Regions from separate parts of the Mus musculus genome. Here region 1 is linked to region 2. The links are chromatin contacts, called in public promoter capture Hi-C maps. All regions are on one chromosome and are shown on one strand. Each heading gives the region's core, a stretch centred on a gene start, on an enhancer-like site or on the middle of the called end of the contact. The rest is flanking DNA. Distances are from core to core; before and after follow the strand shown. Region 1 overlaps Stpg2 (sperm tail PG rich repeat containing 2). Region 2 holds the start of Stpg2 (sperm tail PG rich repeat containing 2).

Evidence for each region. Promoter capture Hi-C pulls out the DNA fragments that hold promoters and counts their contacts.
Region 1: a promoter capture Hi-C map of pre-B cells shows a contact between it and region 2, with 2.6 times the contacts expected there. The contact joins the enhancer-like site here to the promoter of Stpg2 in region 2. A contact is called at or near these places in 3 of 39 promoter capture datasets (the C10 cell line, macrophages and pre-B cells), 2 of 15 datasets of contacts at CTCF or cohesin (large pre-B cells and pro-B cells), 4 of 484 Hi-C or Micro-C datasets (granulocyte-monocyte progenitors, large pre-B cells, nephron progenitors and 1 more), 2 of 115 datasets of contacts at active chromatin or transcription factors (effector CD8 T cells and memory CD8 T cells) and 2 of 9 other capture datasets (liver and pancreatic islet).

The regions. Positions count from the first base shown.
Region 1 is chr3:139,241,984-139,248,516 of GRCm38.p6, forward strand. It overlaps Stpg2 (sperm tail PG rich repeat containing 2), which reads left to right. Exons shown (of 14, transcript NM_198659.2): 6 at 1,091-1,202. Among named protein-coding and RNA genes, the nearest start is that of Stpg2, 39 kb to the left of the region's middle. Within about 2 kb of position 3,483, at least 48 of the 459 cell types and tissues checked have an H3K27ac peak or open chromatin away from gene starts, as enhancers often do. A contact at or near this core is called in effector CD8 T cells, granulocyte-monocyte progenitors, memory CD8 T cells and 2 more, where this site is marked.
Region 2 is chr3:139,201,407-139,207,872 of GRCm38.p6, forward strand. It overlaps Stpg2 (sperm tail PG rich repeat containing 2), which reads left to right and starts at 4,487. Exons shown (of 14, transcript NM_198659.2): 1 at 4,487-4,601. The coding sequence starts at 4,493.

The sequences.
Region 1 (6,533 bases), core at 2,233-4,732, 40 kb after region 2:
TTCTGAAATTAGCGGCAACTATTCAATAATCTAAAGCCTGTTTTTCTGTTACCTACGTTATTTTAGTCTTTGTGTAGTTAGCAGAGATTTTCAAAAAAAAATGTTGAATGTCTTTGCAGTGCTGTTCAATATGTAGGAAAAACAGCAAGTGTGGTTTACTTAAATATAATTCTATCAATGATTAATGCTGTAAGTTGTAGTGGGTTTATTGGGCCCTGAATGACATTAAATACCCTACATCTGTTTTTTTTCTTTTTTCATTATGTTATAGAGAACTAATTATTAATATGTCCAAGTATAGATGAAGAATATGAAGCTAAGAGAGACTGCGTGGTTTATATTAGGTCATAAAACCAGCGGTGTGATTCTTAGCAGACTGTCTCCCTTTAGCATGTGGAACTATTCACTGCTGTTTTCTTTTTTCTTTAAACTGTCTAATAGCAATGAAAATACATTTTCTCTTGATTCTTAGAGATTGTTATGCACTTTGCCTTGCTGCTTTATGTTATAAGTAGAAAAGGCTATTTTTCTTATTTTAAGCAGAAATTAAAATACCAAGGAATTTTTGGATTTTAAAGACATACATAAGTAGAATATCAGAACACTTTAAAAAAAATTACCTTGATGATGTCAGTTCATGCTGCAAGTATCATGGCCCATTTTCCCCTTGGAGTAGTTTTTCTTAGAGCAATTTTATCACAGTACTCTGAGTTTTAATTTCCTTGCTGTTGTGTGTGTCTGTGTATATGTGTGCATCTGTGTGCACATCTATGCTGATGTCAGAGGACACCTTGTGGGGATCCTTCTCTTCTCCTAGTTGAGTTCTGGGGATGAAACTCAGGCCATCGGGCTCTATATCAAGTACATTCAAGCCCCTGACCTATCTTGGCAGTCCCAGTACTCCATTAAAAAAAACCAAAACCAGTCAACATAAGATATATTTTCATAAGAATTTGAATGTATTGATCCAACCTGTTGATGTTATTAAATCCACTTGAAGCTGAAGCTTTTGGTATAAAAATTATATTTGCTTATAAAATATTTGTGTATTTAAAATTGAAAACTCAAATTCTATCTGGATTTTTGAAAGGAAAAGGAAACTACATTGTGAAAATATTAACATCAAGAGAGAACAAGAGCATAATTATTATACATATGTCCCACGGCTATATGAAGCGATAATATTGCAGGAGGAAAAAAAGGTAAGTTTAAAGGGATATTTCATGAATTTTCTGTGTATGTCTACTATACCTGATGGCTGTGTTACCCAATGGGTTTTGTAGAAGTAGCTACAGTACATGTTCACTCTGCAGTACAGTGGTCACTGGCTCTGCTTGGATACTTTATCATAAAGGAATAAGCAGGAAGCCCATTCCTGCTTTTGTTATTTAAGTATTGGACAGTGATTTTCTTCAAATATCTTTAAATTGACCTAAGTTTTTCTTTAGGAAGAATAATTCTAGTATTAGGAACAGTAATTAGGAATAATACTAGTATTTTAGAAATAATAATTAAGAATACTAGTATTATTAGGAATAGTAATACAGAATAACACTAGTAATATTAGGACTAGTAATTAGGAATAACACTAGTATTATTATTCCTTCCACACCCCTTACTTCCCTTACCCGTGGTTGCTTTTCTGTCGTCCTTTCTCTAGTAAGGTTATGACCTAGATACCTTTAAAAGTCCTGCAATGTCAGTTTACTTAAGTTCTTTCATTGTCTCAAGGGCTTCTTAATTTGTGAATTTTGTTCTTTCTGCTTTTTAAAATAAACCAAGCATAACATTTTGTGTGGTTTTAATTGTAAAAGCAAGATTTTCACTTTTTTTTGTTCCAAATTGTGTCTCTATCCACATAAAACTCATTAAGATGTACTTTCCACTTTTAGATGTATATTGAAAATTTTTTCCCATTTGAAAATTTTAGGTTAATAAAACTCTTATTTTTCCTGTATAATATGTTTTAACCTAAGAGGTAAAGATTGTAGTGCAAAAATTTAAAAAGGGATACATTTAGAGTAAGACTAGCTGACTCTCCATTAGAAAGATCTCGCAACTATTTCAGTAAGATTTTTTTCCTATCCAAGGTTCCCTTGGCTTACATGTTAACCAACAATGAATCATTTACCCAAGATAAAACATCATATAATGTTAGAAAAAGATACATAATCACAACAGTAATGCATTTGTTCTAATAAAATAACAATTATTCTTTAAAAACCAGATAAAATTATTCATGTTGATTGGTAGGTTCTAGTGGATATATGAAGTAATTTTATATTATAGTGTAAAACTGTATTCTGAAACTGAATCTAAAACATGATAAAGCTTTTGTTTTCTGTTAAGGTTTTATTTATCAACAGAACTTATTTATACATATGCATAAGATTTTTGTCATTGAAATACAAATAAATTATTGTCAAAAGTATTTTTCTGACTGCATTGAAGACAGAATCCAAAGTACCATCATGTTAGGCTAATATTCTTTCATTTCACCTCAAACTAGTCCTCAAGATGATGTTTAGTGGCAAATTTTTGGTGTCTATTAAAGTTAACAATTGCATTAAAAATCCTCTTTTTATGATGTTACATTTTCTTAGAGGAGAAAAGTTTATATTAGATGATTTTAAGGTTATAATAAGATTGCCTGTATTATTACACTGCTCACCACAGTCTAAAGTGATTAAAAACACTTTTGAAATAGGTAAAATAACAACACGATGAACTGTAGTCAATAGCAATGGAGTGAATTTTAATTTTTTTGAATATTACCATTTGTGGATTTTTCCTTTGATCATATTCCTGAGTTTGGGATCATGCCTTATTCAGTGTGGTGTTCTTAGTATTTACCGCAGTGCCTAGGATATGGTAAGGACTTGAGTGATAGGTATTGTATAAAAGCGTGATTTCCTCATACTGTCATGTCATTTTATATCATGTAGGACCTTACATTTCTAATAAAATAGTATTGATGTCTTAACTTTGAGTTCACATTTAGAAAAACTGTTTTAACTTACAGTTCTTTCTTTATCTCCAGTTTTGATTTGTTTTTGCATTGTCTTTCACTTATCGTAATTATAAGATATGTGGCAACATATTATCTCATGAATATCATATTGTACATCACTATTTTTTGTTGCACATGGAAAACTCTAGGACATATTGATGGTAATTTTAGAAATTGTATTGTGTCAAGGAAGTGGTTGGCAGAATACTTACATATTTTATTTTAATATATTTTTTAATTTTAAGTTGGGAATTTCCTACAGTATATTTTGATCACATTTGCCTCCAACTCTTCTTTCTAAATCTTTCTAGATTGATTCCCCACTTCCTCATTACTTCTCAACTTCCTGTACTCTCTCTCTAAAAAAACAAAACAAAAGAAAGCCCCGAGTCTGCTTTCTGTTGCCCCAATACTCACAAGCCATTCACTGGAGTGTAGTTGACCACATCCTTAAAGGAAACCGACTCTTCTTCCTTTAGAAACAATCAACTATTAATAGCTTTTCAGTTAAGATAGGGCCTTGTAAGTCCTTTCTCCCCCCATTTTAGACCACTGACTAGCTTGATCCTGTATAGGTTTAAAGCAGGCAACCATGCTTACTGTGAATTCATGAGGGTGCTGTCATGTCTTGGGGATGCTATTTGACCCTGATCTTCTCCAACCTCTGACTCTTATGATCTTTTGTAGACATTGGTATTTGTCTTAGTTAGGGCTTTACAGCTGTGAACAGACACCATGACCAACGCAAGTCTTATAAAAAAAAACAACATTTAATTGGGGCTGACTTCCAGGTTCAGAGGTTCAGCCCATTATCACCAAGGTGGGAGCATGGCAGTAACCAGGCAGGCATAGCTCAGGTACAGCTGAGAGTTCTACATTTTCATCCAAAGGCTGCTAGTGGAAGACTGACTTCCAGGCAACTAGGGTGAGGGTCTTAAGCCCATACCCACAGTGACACACTATTCCAACAAGGCCACACCTTCAAATGGTGCCACTCCCTGGTCCAAGAATATACAAACCATCACAGTATGCTAAAGATCCAAAGTGATCTGAGGAGTTGGCTCAGTGATTAAAGTGCTTGCTATACAAACAAGAGGATCAGAGTCCTTATCCCCAGAACCTATGTAACTGTTGGGTGGGCATGATCTCAGACACCTTGCCTCAAAGAAGAAGGTGGAAAAACAATCACAGAAGATTGCAGGCCCTTGGGCCTCCATTATACTTGAGCGCTTGCACATATGTGAATATTCAAACATGCATGTATGTACATCACACACACACACATGAAAAGAGGAAGAAAAAGAAGAAATAGTTCATTCTATATGAAAAAGAAGAATGGTTTCATAAATAAAGGTCACAAACTTTTTAAATGAAGTACCAGCGAGTACTTAGTTTGGATACGTAATGTATCATAGCTACGCAACTTTATGGTCATATGTAAGGAGCTCTGCTGGTTAATACAGCATATTGGAATTGTCTATGGGTATAACAAGAAGTCATTAGGAGTCAGTTATATACAATATCTATTTTGCGGATTAATCATTGTGGTTTTCCCCTAGGACCTTTAACAAGCCTAGTTTCTGGCCCTAATAAGTAAAGCAGGTGTTAAGATACCTCCTGGGCATCTGTGCCACCATTGCACCAGCGAGCTTACCTTCCTAAACAGGTCGTCACTGTAGCTGACAGAGTTCACAGCTGGGCAAGAATGATGGTCAAAGTTTTGGCGCCACCTAGTGAAATTTACAACCAAAGAAAACACATGGTGGAATTTGTGGCAGAGGATGGCCTAGTCAGTCATCAATGGGAGGAGAGGCCTTTGGTCCTGTGAAGGCTCTATGCCCCAGTATAGGGGAATGCCAGGACCAGGAATGGAAGTGGGTGGGTTGAGAGGCAGTGGTAGGGGGTAGGAGATAGGGGATTTTTAGAAGGAAAACTAGGAAAGGGGATAGATAACATTTGAAATGTAAATAAAGAAAACAATTTTAAAAAATGAAACCAAAAAAAAAAAGTTAAAACTGGAAAAAAAAAAGTTTAACTTCCCTCTCTGTACTGTAGGGCATTTCATCTAAGGTCCCTCCCTTTGAGTCCTGGAGTCTCTCACCTCCCAGGTCTGGTACATTTTGGAGGTTCTCCCCACCTCCTACCTTCTGAGGTTGCCTGTTTCCATTCTTTCTGCTGATCATATTCCCCTCTCCCCCTCCGTGTCCCCTTTCCTAGCTAGGTCCCCCCTTGTGATTGCTTTCTTCTCTCTCTCAAGTGGGATTGAGGCATCCTCACTTGGGCCCTTCGGCTTGTTGACCTTTTTGAGTTCTGTGAACTGTATCTTGGGGTATTCTGTATTATTATTATTTTTTGGTTAATATCTACTTATTAGTGAGTACATACCATGCATGTCCTTTGGGGCCTAAGTTAATATTTTCTGGTTCCATCCATTTGCCTTCCAAACTTAGGATGTCCTCATTCTTAATAGCTGAGTAGTATTCCATTGTGTAAATGTACCACATTTTCTGTATCCATTCTTCTGTTGAAGGACAACTGGGTTCTTTCCACCTTCTGGCTATTATAAATAAGGTTGCTATGCAGTAATGGAGCATTTTTTTATATGTTGGGGCATCTTTTGGGTATATGCCCAGGAGTGGTCTAGCTGGGTCCTCAGAAAATACTATGTCCAATTTTCTGAGGAACCTCTGGATTGATTTCCAGAGTAGTTGTACCAGTTTGCAATCCCACCAGCAATGGAGGATTGTTATTTTTTTCCACATCCTCACCAACATGTGCTGTCACCTGAGGTTTTGAACTTAGCCATTTTGATTGGTGTAAGGTAGAATCTTAGGGTCGTTTTGATTTGCAATTCTTCGATCACTAAGGACTTTGAACATTTCTTTAGGTGCTTCTCAGCTATTCGAGATTCCTCTGTTGTGAATTCTTGGTTTATTTCTATACTCCACTTTTTGATTGGGTTGTTTGGGTTTTTGGTGGTTAGCTTCTTGAGTTCTTTACATATTTTGGATATTAACCCTCTATTGGATGTGGGGTTAGTGAAGATTTTTCTCCCAATCTGTAGGTTGTTGCTTTGTTTATTGACAGTGTCCTTTGCCTTACAGAAGCTTTCCAGTTTCATAAGGGTCTATTTATTAATTTTTTATCAAATATTTTCTTTATTTACATTTCAAATGTTATCCCCTTTCCTAGTTTCCCCCCTGAAAACCCCCTATCCCATCCCCTCCCCCCCTCCTCACCAACCCCTGGTTTCCTGTCCTGGCATTCCCCTACACTGGGTCATCGAGCCTTCGCAGGACCAAGGGTCTTTCCTCCCATTGATGTCAAACAAGGCTATCCTCTGCTACATATGCAGCTGGAGCCATAGGTCCCTCCATGAGTACTCTTTGGTTGGTGGTTTAGTCGCTGAGAGCTCTGGGAGGGGGTACTGGTTGGTTCACATTGTTGTTCCTCCTATGGGGTTGCAAGCTCCTTCAAATCCTTTGGTCCTTTCTCTAACTCCTCCATTGGGGACCTTGTGCTC
Region 2 (6,466 bases), core at 3,237-5,736:
GTCAAGTGCTCACATACTGCTTGGTAAGAACAGGGAAAAAAGGAAGTAATTCTAAAATGCATTTACTGAAATGTAGAGCAATGAAATTCTATACTGAACAAAAATACGTAAAATATACTTTGCAATCTTTGAAACACACAGTGTGACCTCCATCAACATTGATAGGGTTTATTTAGCTCTGTTTGATAAATGTAAAGTGACTCATTCCTTTTTACCAATAGGCAAAGCAATGGAAAATTAAAGTCACAATGAGTTAATGAATTTAGCTTTAAACTGGGCATGGTAGCATATATCTGTAATCACTGTAGTGGGGAGACAGAAGGTAAAATTTGTAGTTGAGGCCAGCTTTACCTACACTTCAAGATCAAGTCTCAAAAAAGCAAAATGAATCAATCAACAACAACAACAACAAAAAATGAAATTATTTTCTAAATCATCTTGGCATATTACATTAAACAGTATTCAGTCACTGGGTAAGTCAGAATTCTCCACTTTCATTTGGCACTTAATATATCATATTTTTAAATTAATCATTTTAAATTAATCTAAATTCTACGTAGACAAATTAATCTGTGTATTTCCTCACCACATAGTTACACTGCATATTTGATAAAGAATCACATTGATTTCATGGAATTTGTTATTAACAAAATTCTGCTTTTGTTCTATATACATTTAAAACGTATTTTTAATTTTATGGCTGTAAGCGTTTTGCCTGAATGTTTTTGCCTGTATACTACTTACATGCTTGTTGCTCTCAGAGGCTTAGAAGAGGGCATTGGTCCCCTAGAACTGGAGTTAAGGTGGCTGTGAGCCTCCATGTAGGTCCTGCAATTTTTAAGAGCAGCCAGTGCTTTTGGCTGCTGAACCACCTCCCATTTTTATTTCATTGAGAAGGGGTTTCACTCTGTAGTCCTGCTTGTCCTGGAACTCACAAAGGTCCACTTCTGTTTCCTGAAGCCTGGGATTAAAAATGCAAGACACCACATCTGCATAAGGCTCCATTAAAAAGTTTATTCTGAAAGGAGGTATTAGGTAGAAATGGAAGAAGCATAAATTCTAAGGTCAGATAAATTTTAGTCCAAACAGCTCTTGCTAACACCATGGAAATGTTCAACTAGAGTGCTGCTAAATAGCATTAAACATTTTTGATTTAGGCACTGTGAATGGCTGGACCAAATTATCTATATTGTGCTTATGGATAATTATAATTAACATTTTTAAGTAGCACACTCAATGAGGACTGTTCAAGAGACACAATGAGAGACTTTTAAAAATATTTACTTTTCTTATTTAAAAGTAATTTCTAATCCGTAAGTGCTATATACTCTGGTTATTGAACCACAAGAAGAAACTTTTTGCTGGAAATATACAGTGAAGACATATTTCCATGCTAAAAATAAAGACTTAAGAATGCAGAATTGTTGGAGATCAAGCATTATAAAATTATTAAGGGTCTGGAAGTTCTGCCATTGATCATCCACTCATCCCTATGAAGTCCTTGAGGAAAGAATGCTCTCCCAGGAGACAGGCTAGGCAAAGAACACTGTGTACCAAGCTGGTATTTCAGGCACAGGTTCCCTATTACAGGTTTGTGAATGAGCTTGAGGTGGTTGCTCTCCCACCCTCTCAATGGTCAAAAACTTAAGCCAGATAGAAGGCAGGTAACACCCTACCACTTCTATTGCTAATCTAACCCCAAATCTACTCAAGGAAGGGGTAATTTGTGCATTAAAGACAGCAATCAGCCAGAGAAGGATATGACTATGTTCCATTGTCATCTCCTCCATGGGACTTGTGAATCATCTCTCAGAAGGACACTTAACTACCATGTTCCTGAAATGACCCTTTCTTTTCCTAAGACTCTGAGCAATGTGACAAAGAAAACAGGTTGAGATGAGAACATTTAGGTAAGGGCTTTCTAGAGTAACTCATTCTCATATATCATGGGAACAATGGCCAACTAGGTTATCTTTAGAGGAAACCTGCCATCTATAGGACCATTCAGCAGTTCCTTTGCATGCTGGTCATGCAAGGACAAAACAGTCTAGGAAGCCAATGAAATCACTGCTTATGTGGTCTGATTTCCAAAGTCCCTTTCCCTGTGTTCATCAGGTGCAATGAAAAGCACTGTGAGATGCTCTTGCTGCAGCTGGACACTACTGCTGGTGGAAAGGGGACACTCAGCTGCACAGCATCGCTCTGTGCTCCATCCCTCTGTACACTCAATGTTAGCATGGTCACTCTCACCCCTGCCAGCATCCCTGTTGGTAGATTTCGAATAAATCCTTTATCTCACTACCTAGGTATTTTCTTCAATTTCTGGACAAATGGCAAGCTACCCTACTGCTATAGCACAACCAGGCTATCAATGCTATACTCTGGCATGAACATGCTGTCTGAATTGATATATTGGCTTTTATTACCAAGAGCAAATGATATATAAGGAATGTCCAATAGGTTGTTAAAGGAAACATGACTTTTAATGACACAATTTTCCATCCTTTTATCTGTGACTCTTTCTAGTATGTCATTGCACATCCATTCTAGTTCTTCTGAATGGGATCTTGCCAGATATATGAGGCAAAACAAACAAACAAAAAACAAAACAAACAAACAAAAAACCCCCACCAAGAACTCTTATGTTTCCTTTTTTGAGACAGGGATTCTCTGTGTAGTCCTTGCTGTCCTGGAACTCACTTGGTAGACTGGGATGGCCTGGTACTCACAGAGATCTGTTGCCTCTGCCTTCTGGGTGCTAGGATTAAAGGCATGTGTCACCACTTCCCAGCTACTTATGAGTTTTATAAGAATGTAGGAAGCATTAAGGTTAACAAGAAAGTTAAACACTTCATTACAAATAAGTTTCCCAAGTGCTTGTGATATTCTCTTGCCATTCTGTATACCTTGCTTGCCCCTTCTTGGGCTATTCATGACCTACCCAGGGACAGGGGCTTTAGTTTTATTTGTATCCAGGTTAACTTAGAAGAGTAAGAGAACTATATACATTTGCCAATAAGTTCTTTTCAAGTAAGTAATGATCCAGCTGTTTAGTAGAAGACATCAAAAGATTCTTAGGAACCACACACACATACTTTTTGAGTATTCTAACAGAGATGCCACAATTAATTCAGAACTAAGTAGCAAACTAAGAATCACAAAATTTAAATATATTTAAGTTTGTATTGGGGACTGAGGCACTCTAGCTCTTTTGTGGGTAAGGCAGGGCCATGGAAGGATTGCCTAAGCCAGTGGTTCTTTACCTGTGGGTCACAACCCCACTGGCAAACTTCTACCTCCAAAAATACTTACATTGTGCTTCCTAACAGTACCAAAGTTATAAAGTAGCAATGAAAATGATTTTATGGTATGGGGCCACTACAAGTTGAGAAACCGTATTAAAGGGTTGCAGCATTCAGAAGGTTGAGAACCACTGGCCTAAGCCTTTAAGGATGTTTAGAAGCTGTGTGGATTTCTTAATGAAAAAAACCAACCAAACACATAGATGGATTCTGATACTCTCCAGCGCCTGTTGCTGAAGATTCAGTGGATCGATGAGGGTGGCTTGGGCTTTTTCGATGCCTTCACCTTACTTTGTAGACAATGTTGCCATTTATCCGTGTCCAACACCAGAAGCAGTTTTTAGCCCTTGCCCTTGACTTGCTTCAGTAGGCAAGCTTTCCCCTTTTCAGATGTTGCCATTTCTTGTCACCCCCCCACCCCCGCCCCCAACCCTCTGCGTTCCCAGCTTTCCTTTAGAAATCTTGATGGCCTGCAGGTCAGATTCAGTAGTGACTTTATTCAGAGGATGCCTTTTTGACAGGAGTGAAGGGGGACTTTGCTGATCCCAAACCCTGTTTTGGGGTCCCGAGCTTTTCTATTCCACCTGTCCCCGCCTCGCTGCCCCGCCCCCCGGGTCTTTCCAGTCACCCTGATTTACAGGGAAGGCAAATCAAAATCAAATTAATTCGCCTCCTTCTAGTGCGTTTCTAGGGCTTTTCTGCGCAGCGAAGGTATTCTGGGACAGGAAGCAGGTGAGTTGAGGCGGAGCTGAGGTGGAGCTGAGGTGCAGCACCGCCCTGCCTAGCGCAGGGAGCTTCGTCAGACTCTACAAGACATCTCCGAGCTCTGAGCGCTCGACCGGAAATGCTCCGAGGCCGGTGCCGGAAGTGCACCTACAGGCCCGAGTCCTTCCGGCCTCTGCCCTTCCAAGGTTTCCGGGAGGCGGGGAGTGGGCGGAGCCAGAGCCGGAAGTTCAGGCGGCTAAGCCCGGTCTCTGGCGTGACCCGTGAGCGCTGAATTGAACGCTGGCGGGCTGGCGGGCGGGTCCTCTGGCTGCTGTCCTCGCCACTTTACCTCTGTGCCGAGGACCCGAGGGAAAGCTGACGCCGCTGAGCCAGTCAGCACGCAGCTCGCACTCTAGTCCCGCGTGTAGGGACGACGCAGGCCGCCTGTCTAGTTTCCGGTCCCGTGGGCCCCGCCCCTCATCACTATGTATGACCGTGCTCCGCGCTGGCTCGACTGTGCCAACCGCGGCAGCACCGAGGAGCACGTGGGGCCTGGGACCTACCAGGTACCTTTTCCTAAGCAGCAGGCCACAGGTAAGATGCTGATGGCCAGCTTGCGGTGACAGACGGCCCGCCTTCAGCCTGCCCTCAGGTTAAACACAAAGTCAAAAAGGACCACTGTTCAGAAATGTAACACGTCGCAGGTAGAGACGATACTAGAACCAGGATTTTGATTCCTTGGCTCTTGACTGTATGACATAACAAGTTTGTGACTGTATGAAACACAATACTTGCTTTTGCACACACTTTAATCAGATTTATTTACCACGATGTAATTGTTTACATTTCTATTCTGTATTATCACTTACAAATTGGATCCCGTCCCCAATCTCCCCCACTCCCCGGAGTGAAGTTATCTGACCATCCCTGGCTTTATACTGAGACCCTCTTTCTACATTCTGTGAAAAGTTATAGCCTTCAGGGGTGGCCTAGGGACTAATAATTGAAGTAGTTAATTGCTTTTCTTCATTTCTCACCCCCCCCCCCCCCCCCAGTTTGTGAATTAGGTCCAACTTTTAATAAATATTTCTAATTCGGTCTCTGCTTTTAAAGTTCTGGTTTTTGTTTTTGTTTGAGTTTAATACCACCCAAATTCTAGTGGTTTCTTTTGTAAACCTGCATTTTTCAGTAGATATAAAATACCTCCTGCCCCCTTAAAGTTCCAGGAGTGAGTACTCTGTTTACATCCCTGCTCCATTATGGTTAGTTTAAGTTTCTCTGGACATGGTAAAATTCTGTTTGCGTTTCAGATCTCAAATTTTACATCTTTTCAGCATCTGTCCTCAGCATTTTTGGTACCTATGCCAAGTACTGTTGAGATGGTATAAGCATGTATTCCCCAGCATCTTGTGTTTACCAGTGACCATCTGTAATGGGCACACCTATGATGCTTTTGCACACCCATAACTTTTTTTTTTGACCTTTATTTTGGTACAGCTGACCACTTTCTTTGTTGCTTTCTGTCTCATTTTTTTTCCTGCTGTTCAGTACCTGACACATGATTCGGTACTGAAGCAAGGAATCATGTTTTATTTTTCTTTTTTTCCCACTAATCATGCACAGCTAAATTTATAAGATACTTAGCTTTACATCTTGTTCTTGTTGCTTTGCTCATTGTACTCTCTTATTCATATCTGTTACTTCAATCACCATTTATATCCAGCCACTCCCAAGTGAAATTCTTTATAGAGATAGAGGTGGTTTATGTCTCTAAGTTTCCCACAGGCTTAAAGTCTGCGTCGTTGTCAGTCACTTTACAGACATCCTTGCATGGCTGGTCTAAGCTTTAGAACTCTAGCTTACTTTTTTTGCCTGGCCATTTCTCTTGGCCTTTAAGACCATTGGTTAAATGTTCACAATCTCTCAGAAATTCTTCCCCTTTGTTCATAGCTACCCAATTTAATACAATCCAATTTATTTTTTCTCAATTAAATCAGTAGCATGTTGTTTCTGTCTCAGTGTCATAATTTTATCTTTCATTTTGTGTTTAGTAGTATGTTTAAAAAACATACATTATTTGAAAAACAAAAAATATATTTATTTTTGTTAACGGCAGGGTTAAAAAATCTAAACTCATCAATGGTAGTAGAATTCTTTTTTGTTATCACCCCCGGTCTTGTGTTCCATTTAGTCTGATCTTTCCAAACACCTGTACATGCTCCTACACATGACCTACAGTTCAGCCATTCTAACTTGATAATATTCTTAAGATCATTTTTTGTCACTTCTGTTCTTTTGCACCATGTGCCCAGTGTGTTCTATGCTCCTACTCCTCCTGGCTTGCTTCTACTTATTCTTGATATTCAATTGAAATAAAAATCTCTGACTAGTCTTACTTTTCCATCCTTCTGGCTTATGGTAACTTTTTTGGTAGCAGTTTGATTCTAACACACACACAC